Regions from separate parts of the Ovis aries genome. Here region 2 is linked to region 1. Evidence: chromatin contacts called from public Hi-C data. All regions are on one chromosome and are shown on one strand. Each heading gives the region's core, a stretch centred on a gene start, on an enhancer-like site or on the middle of the called end of the contact. The rest is flanking DNA. Distances are from core to core; before and after follow the strand shown.

Region 1 (4,002 bases), core at 635-3,134:
CAAAGATCATGGCATCTGGTCCCACCACTTCATGGGAAATAGATGGGGAAACAGTGGAAACAGTGTCAGACTTTATTTTGGGGGGCTCTAAAATCACTGCAGATGTTGATTGCAGCCATGAAATTAAAAGACGCTTATTCCGTGGAAGGAAAGTTATGACCAACCTAGATAGCATATTCGAAAGCAGAGACATTACTCTGCCAACAAAGGTCCGTCTAGTCAAGGCTATGGTTTTTCCAGTAGTCATGTATGGATGTGAGGGTTGGACTGTGAAGAAGGCTGAGTGCCAAAGAATTGATGCTTTTGAATTGTGGTGTTGGAGAAGACTCTTGAGAGTCTCTTGGACTGCAAGGAGATCCAACCAGTCGATTCTAAAGGAGATCAGTCCTGGGTGTTCTTTGGAAGGAATGATGCTAAAGCTGAAACTCCAGTACTTTGGCCACCTCATGCGAAGAGTTGAGTCACTGGAAAAGACTCTGATAGTGGGAGGGATTGGGGGCAGGAGGAGAAGGGGACGACAGAGGATGAGATGGCTGGATGGCATCACCGACTCGATGGACATGAGTTTGAGTGAACTCCGGGAGTTGGTGATGGACAGGGAGGCCTGGCGTGCTGTGATTCATGGGGTCACAAAGAGTTGGACACGACTGAGCAACTGAACTGAGCTGAACTGAGGATTGTCAGGGTGGGGTCCCAGGGAGCTGCCCCGCCCACCCCGCGGACTGCAGAAGGCTGGAATGCTGTCTTTCTCCTAGTTGTCCACTAGATGGCGCCCGATCACCAGGCCTCTGGGGGGACAGACAGGCTTTGGCTGGGGCTGGTACACTGGTGTGAGGATGGGGGCAGCGATAAGCTTTGTAATTTCCGAGCCCCGAGGTTGCTTGGGGAGTGTAAACGTAAGTCAGCGTGTGTGTATATCTTCACTTTTGTCAGGACGTCTACTTGGGACATGGCTGTGATTTGGCTTTGGTGTACATTCTCCCTTAGGGCCTCGTCACACCCCAGGAGCTCAGACTATTAGTTTTCCAAAGTGGAACGCTGAGACAGGAGAAGGTTGGTGCCGTGCCCAAGGTCACTTGGCTGGTTCAAAGTGAAGTGAATAGTGATCACCACCAGGCGTCTTAGGACAGATCCCAGCCACGGGGCAGGACCCACTCGTGAAGGACTTGCTGAAGTCCTCTGAATGGAAGAACAGAGCCCAGTGGGTTGGCGGTACTGGGATATGAATCCTGGGCATTTATCCATTTAGCATGTTTGTTGAGCACCTACTACTATGTGCCAGGCACCGTGCTAGGCATTGGTGAACGATAAAGCAACTGGTAACAGACATGCCTATGGACTGTACCCTACCAGGCTCCTCTGTCCATGGGATTTTCCAGGCAATAGTACTGGAATGGATTGCCATTTCCTCCTCCAGGGGATCTTCCCAAACCAGGGATTGAACCCTGGTCTTCCTCATTGTAGGCAGACATTTTACCGTCTGAGCCACCAAGGAAGTCCCTGAAGGCTGTCAGGGAGACAGCCAGAGTTAGCCAGCTGACAAGCAGACCCAAGAAGGTTAGGGGGTTGGTGAGGGAGCCTCAGTCTTAGAATGGCAGTGACAGGACTCCGTGAGAAGGTGCAACCGTGAGGCGGGCAGGAGAAACAAAAACTGCCAAGGCGGGAAAGTGTTGAGGGGCTGCATAGGGATGGGGGGCTGGGGGGAGGGGGGAGGGAGGGGAGGTCATCCCTGGGGCGGAGTTGGGGGGGGAGAGGGTGTCTGACGGACCCTGGTGAGAGGTGTGTATTACCATCTACAAACCGTAAGAAGGGGGAGGAGCTTTAGGCAGGGCTCGCACAGTGTGATTTGCATTTCAAAGTCCACTCTGGCTTTGTGAAGATGACCACACAGGTGAGAGACGATAGTGGCTCACAGCATGCTGGCAGCTGCGAAGGTGGAGGACAGTGTCTAGGTTTGAGAGGTACTTTGGAAGTAGAATCAGCAGGATTTTCAGATGGATTGCATATAGGGGTGAGGATGATTCCAGGTTCCAAGCATGAGCAACAGGTGGACAGTGGGGCCATTTCCCAAGGTGGGAGAGCCTGGGGAGGGTGTGAGCTGGGTGAAAGACGGGAAACAAGGTCAGGCTCTGTTATTTTGAAGCCACCCCTGTGAAATCCTAGTAGAAAGATGGGGCAGGAGTTGGGGCTCCTTGGAAAGGTAGAGACCGCTGAAATAATCTCCAGAGCCTCTGTTGTTCATTGTTCAGTCGCTAAACAGCGTCCAGCTCTTTGTGATCGCATGGACTGCAGCACACCAGGCTTCCCCATCCTTCAGTATCTCCAGGAGTTTGCTCAAAGCCATGTTCCTTGAATTAGTGATGCCATTCAACCATCTCATCCTGTCACCCCCTTCTCCTCCTCCTGCATTCAATCTTTCCCGGCATCAGGGTCTTTTCCAGTGAATCAGTCAGGAGTCTGTAGGTTGTACTTATTAGTCTTTAAATATTTAGTATTTATTTGGCTGCACCAAGACTTAGTTGCAGCGCCTGGGACCTTCTCTCTTTGTTGTAGCACGCACACTCTTAGTTGCAGCATGTGGGATCTAGCTCCCTGACCAGGAGCTGACCCTGGATCCCCTGCTTTGGGAGCATGGAGTCTTACACACTGGGGCACCAGGGAAGTCCCTAGGTTGAACTTAATGTCAAGGGCCTGGATGCGCTCACACAGCCCAAACGCCAGGCAGCTCAATAATGGGAGACTGTGAGGAGGGCCCCATGGCTGCAGGTGTGACGGGGAGCCTGCTGGAGGTGTCGATGACTGGTGGAGAGGGGCGGCCTCTGTGAGGGCGGTGCAAGGAAACGGCCCCTGAGGATGTGAAAGACCAGGACTCAGGTGGCCCTGGGGTCGCGTGGAGGAGCCGGACTTGCTGACTCTGCCTCTTTGTCTGCTGAGACCTTCCTTCGCAGGAGTGCTTCCCCCACCACCATCTGGCAGATGGCCCCAGGGACACAGACCCTGGTCCGGAGCTAGGGGGGAGGGCGGCCTCTGGCATGGGGCTGTAATTTCAGTTGGAGGCCGGGCTCCTGGGTTTCGGTGCCACCTGGTGTGAGGTTCCTCTTTCTGGCACCTCCCCCACGGCTGTCTCTGCTGACCGCCCCAGCCCCCTGCTGCAGTTAGTGAGCCTCCCTCAAAGGAGGGGAGGCGGGCCAGGCCCAGGGAGTGCTCCCACCTGGAAGGGGCTGCCAAGTTTAATTAGTGCTTGTGAAGCCCTGGGACCTGCCTCTGAGAGCACCACCCCCCTCTCCCCGGACTTTCATCTCTGAAATTTCCCCACAAGCCTGGATGAAAGGGCCAGGGAGGGGCCAGGTATTAATAGTAATTATTAGTTTCACAAATAAAGAGGAGAAACGGGATTATCCCCAAGCCCAACCAACTCCTTCGCCCCTCTTTGTGTGCCTCCTCTCTCCTTCCTCTGGCTCCATTTCCTTTCTCTTTCCACTTTTCCTCCTCTTCCCCTCTCCGCCCTGCCTCCGGGGCTTGCCTCTTCTGTCTGTCCCCATCTCAAGGTCTCAGGATCCGCCTGCCACCCCTCGGTCTCTCAGCTCTCTGTGTTGGGATATCCGGAGCACCAGGACATTCAGGGAGCACCCCTGTGCTTCTCTGGGGCGCAGAGGCAGAGTGAGCAGGCAGAGGGGGTGGAAGGGTGTCCGTGTCCATTCATTTATTCACTCACTGTTTTCCAAACAGCTGTTGAACATCTGCCATGGCCCAAGCACTGGACTGGGCCCTTAGGACTCAGTGTCGGACAGGACAGACACGGCCCTGCCGTGGGGATCTCCCGGGGAGGCTAGGTAGTAAACAGTAAGCTGACAGGTTACACTTGAGGGCACAGATAGATGTCTGCTCAGTTCAGTTCAGTTCAGTTCAGTCGCTCAGTTGTGTCTAACTCTTTGCGACCCCATGAATCGCAGCATGCCAGGCCTCCCTGTCCATCGCCAACTCCCGGAGTTCACTCAGATT
Region 2 (4,084 bases), core at 891-3,390, 43 kb after region 1:
CTGTCTGGGATGGGGCAGGGGATGGTCAGGACCCTCAGGCTGAGGTCCTGCCTCTCTGGGGACCTGTGGTGCCTCATCTGTCCATGAAGGAATGCTTTCCTGTTGCTAGGGATGCCGATCAGCCTGCATTGAGGCAACTGGGGCCAGTCACCTGCAGGGAGCAGGAACCTACCCGTCCCTGGGTAGGTTCTGGGCTGCAGACCTAGTTTAGGAATGGTGTGGAGTGCTGGGCAGCTGCACAGAGGCTGGGGCTCCAAGTGGGCCGGCTTGGGGTAGTCCTAGCTCTGTCCTTGCCCAGCTGTGTGACCTTGAGTCAGTTGCTTCATCCCCTCTCTGAGCATAGATTTCCCTTCTGTGAAGTGCACGTATCAGTGACACCACATCTCAGGGTGTGAGGATTGGGTGTGATGAATCAAGGGAAGCCAGCGTCTGGCTGGCAAGGTACCAGGAGTTCAGTCAGTGCCGGCTGCCATCAGCGAGGGAGGTTAGGATATTTGCAAAGAAATATCTTACTGTTTGGTCCCCCCCGCCCCCCACAAGTGCCAGTGATCCAAGCCTGAGAGAAATAACTGGGAATGAATTTGATTGCATAGATGGATTTGGGCGTTGGGTGGAGAGAGCCCTATTTTGAGGAGTTCTGGGGGCTAATGAAGAGTTTGCTCTGTGAGGGTCCTGCCCGCCTTGGTTTGTTTGCCTGAGAGCTCCAGTGGGGCCAAAGGGCAGAGGTCCTGTGCCCTCTCACTCCCCACTTTGCCGCCCTGCTGTCTTGTTTGTTTGCTCAGTAAACCCCATTTTCAGAGCTGGTGCAAAGGTACACTCTCAACTCAGGCCTTGCTGGAAGAAAGACAAATTCTCAACAAGTAGGGAGTGTTGGTTCTTGAGAGTTTTGTTGGGCATTCCCCTCCCAGGAACCCAGCACAGACCCCAGGTTGGGAACCGGGGAGTGAACCAGTGCTTTATGGTCTGTTTGCTTGTTGATTGATGATTGATTTGTGGGTCTGCTTGCAGGCAGGATCATGAGAGGCTGCTTTTGATGTTAAAACACACATAAGATGCTTGAAAACAAAAACAGAAAGCGCAGCATTTGAAGGGAACAGAGGACGGGGTGTGCAGGCGCTGGCCTGTGTCAGCTGTCCTCTGTGGACTTGGAGGGCGCATGCTGCTGAAGGATGGATGGGCTGGGGAGATTCCCAGTTACCACTTGTTAGCAAGCCCCAGACTGCTCTGGGCCTCGGTTTCCTCATCTGTCAAATGAAGGGAATGTTGTTCATAGTGGTGTGGTGTGGGGTAAATAATAGCATGTAGTACAGGCATATCATGTCTAATACATGGGAGTTCATGCTTTAATACGTTTAGCTTGGCAGTTCCTTGTAGCAGATTGAAAAAGGGAAAGGTCATTGGCAGGGGCACTTCACTCTTACGTACCTACCGTGGGTGGGTGATCACTTCACCTTGGAAAGCTTTTGGTGAAGTTGGGGCCCGGTGTGCTAGTCTTGATTGCAGCTGACATCTCTGGCACATCAGTCTGGCCCTTTGTGGTGGGGTACAGGGCAGGAGAGCTCATCCAGGACTTCTGAAATTCAGAGCTGGAGGAATCAACTCTCAGCTGAGGCTGGCCTTGGAGGAGGATGTGTAGGCTTTTTTTGTGGATAAGAAAATGGGCCAAGGCAGGTGGGGGTGGGGTAGGCCTGGTAGTGCAACCCAAGGTGGTCCTTTCATCTCTCTGGGCCTCCTTGTCCCGGTGTGCTCACCGCAGGGTGGGCCATATACTCTGCAGTCCTGAGACCCTTCAGCCAGACTGCCGACCGTCCCTTGGTGGCAGCTGTGGACTCCAGGGTGACGGATAGGCAGCCCTTTGGCCCTCAGCCAGGCGGTGCTGTGGGGCTGTGGGGGATGGGGCGGGCCGCAGATTCCAACAGAGGAAGGGATTTGCTTCTGGTCTCAGCCTCCCAAGGGTGTGATTGCGCCAGAGAAACTCCTGCACAGCTGGGAAGCAAATGTGAAGGATTTTCTTTGCTATACATGTGGTGGGTGGGGCAGGCTGGGGCTGGGTAGCTGGTGGAGCAGGGTGACTGTGGGGTGCGGCTGGGTAATGGGCGGTGGTGTGACTGTGCTGAGGGTGTGACAGGCTGGGAGGGGCCAAGTCAGCTGTGGGGAACGGCCCTGGGATTGCATGTGGGGCTCCCAGTGCCCAGCCGGCAGCCGCTCCTCCCTGAGGCTGAACGCCCATTCACACACTTTTAAGCCTGTTTGCAGGGCTCTCCCCACACTTCTTCTCAACTCCCCACCCCATCCTTGTGCCTGTGGCCTGGAGGCCTGTGTTGATCCATTTGAACATCTCAGCACCATGTAAGTTTGCTTGTCCATACATGTGCCTGTGAGTGTGGAGGAAGTAGGGGGCATGGTCAGGAGTGACCCAGGCAGGAAATAAAATCTGGGCTGGGTGAGCATGTGGGGCTCTGGGTACTGGCCTCCATTCAGCCCACAGCAGCAGCATGCCAGAGACCTAGAACCTTGGAGCCCCAAAGTCTGCACCTTCAGTGCCCAGTGCCCTGCTTGGTACCTGGCGGGGCTCAGTAGGAACAGAATGAGGAAACAGGGAATGGGTCATCTGCTTGTTCCCAACTTCCAGTGTGCGCCCAAACCTGACCTCTCTTCCTGTTTCTGGATCCACTATCAATTTGATGTGTGGTCTTTGGCCAGTTCCTTCTTGAGTCTCAGTTTCCAAATCCATTAAGTGAATAATCATCTTGTTAGCCTGTAATCACCATGTGCCAGGCACTGAGCAGTTTTACACAGATCATCTCTCAGTCTTGGCAGTAGCCCTGCAAGATAAATAAGTAGTATAAACCCCATTTTACGCTGGGGAAACTGAGACTCGGAGAGGTGGAGAGATTTGCACAGAGACCTTTAACAAGGATGCTAGCAGCTACCGCATCACTGCCCCTCAGATGTTTGGGATGACACAGCATGACGCATAGCGCTCTTCACGGGAGGCCTGCTGCACGTGGAGGCAGTGAGTGCGGGGGACCTGGGTTGTTAGGTGCACTTCACCATGAAAGGCTCAGGGAGCTCTTGGTCTCACTTCAGAGCCCACCTGTCCATCCAGGGCAGAGCTCGACCTCCTCCCCAGTCCTCCTCTCTAGACAGCTTGGTTTCTGAGAGGTTCCTTGTAGCCTCTGCCTCTTTTCTCTTTGGGTCCTAGAGAGGATTCTGGGGGCACCTGAGTGTTTTGGAATGGGGGGTGGGGTCATGAGTGACTTTCAACAGAGCAGTGGCCACAGTTACCGTGGTATTTCCCGAAAGTGCAGTGTTGCCATGGCATCTCCATGACAACCAGAGCATCTCATTCATTATCCCCAGCACCTTGGCAGGGAAAGCTGGGCCTAGGGCTGAAAGAGCACAGTGGAGGCTTGGTTGAGGGCTTGGTAGCTGAGGCCCCCTCATGCTCTCCCCTGTCCCTGCCAAGATTCCCCTGTAGGCTCTGGAGCCGTCACCATTTCAGGGGGTTTAGGTTCAGATTTCATTTCTGCCACTGACTAGCTGTGTGGTTTAAGTGGCTTAACATCGCTGAGCCTTATTTTCTGCAACTGTAAAGGTGAATGACAGTATTAGTTGTAAGGATTAATTGAGATAAAGTATGTAAAAGTGCTTAGCACAGTGCCAGGCACAGGTAATAAGTTCCAGTCCTGCCCCCATCTGCAGGCTCCAGGGTACAGAGCCGTGTGTAGAAACACTCCAAGTCTGCTCTGCCTGGACTGCACGCACGGGTGTGCTCAGGGGTTGGTGTGTGTGTGTGTGTGCACTTAAGTGCTTAATTGCTCAGTTGTGTTCCACTCTTTGCAACCCTTTGTTGCTTTTTACTTTTATTTATTATTTTATTTTTGGCTGTGCCGGATCTTTGTTGCTGTGTGTGTCTTTCTCTGGTTGTGGTATGAGGGCTTCTCATTGTAGTGACTTATCTTGCTGTGGAGCATGGGCTTTAGGGCTTGCAGGCTTCAGTAGCTGAGGCATGTCGGCTCAATTGTTGCGGCTCCCTGGCTCTAGAGCACAGGCTCAATAGTTGTGGCACACGGGCTTAGTT

The links. A called contact is a pair of places that touch in the nucleus more often than the background predicts.
Region 2: a contact with region 1 is called in a Hi-C map of liver, with 4 times the contacts expected there. The contact joins two enhancer-like sites. A contact is called at or near these places in 10 of 16 Hi-C or Micro-C datasets (blood, hypothalamus, liver and 6 more).

What each region holds. Positions count from the first base shown.
Region 1 is chr5:59,555,202-59,559,203 of ARS-UI_Ramb_v3.0, forward strand. No RefSeq gene overlaps it. Among named protein-coding and RNA genes, the nearest start is that of RPS14, 16 kb to the left of the region's middle. Within about 2 kb of position 1,885, at least 5 of the 54 cell types and tissues checked have an H3K27ac peak or open chromatin away from gene starts, as enhancers often do. A contact at or near this core is called in liver, where this site is marked.
Region 2 is chr5:59,597,476-59,601,559 of ARS-UI_Ramb_v3.0, forward strand. All of the region lies in intron 2 of NDST1 (N-deacetylase and N-sulfotransferase 1), which reads left to right. Among named protein-coding and RNA genes, the nearest start is that of NDST1, 23 kb to the left of the region's middle. Within about 2 kb of position 2,141, at least 35 of the 54 cell types and tissues checked have an H3K27ac peak or open chromatin away from gene starts, as enhancers often do. A contact at or near this core is called in liver, where this site is marked.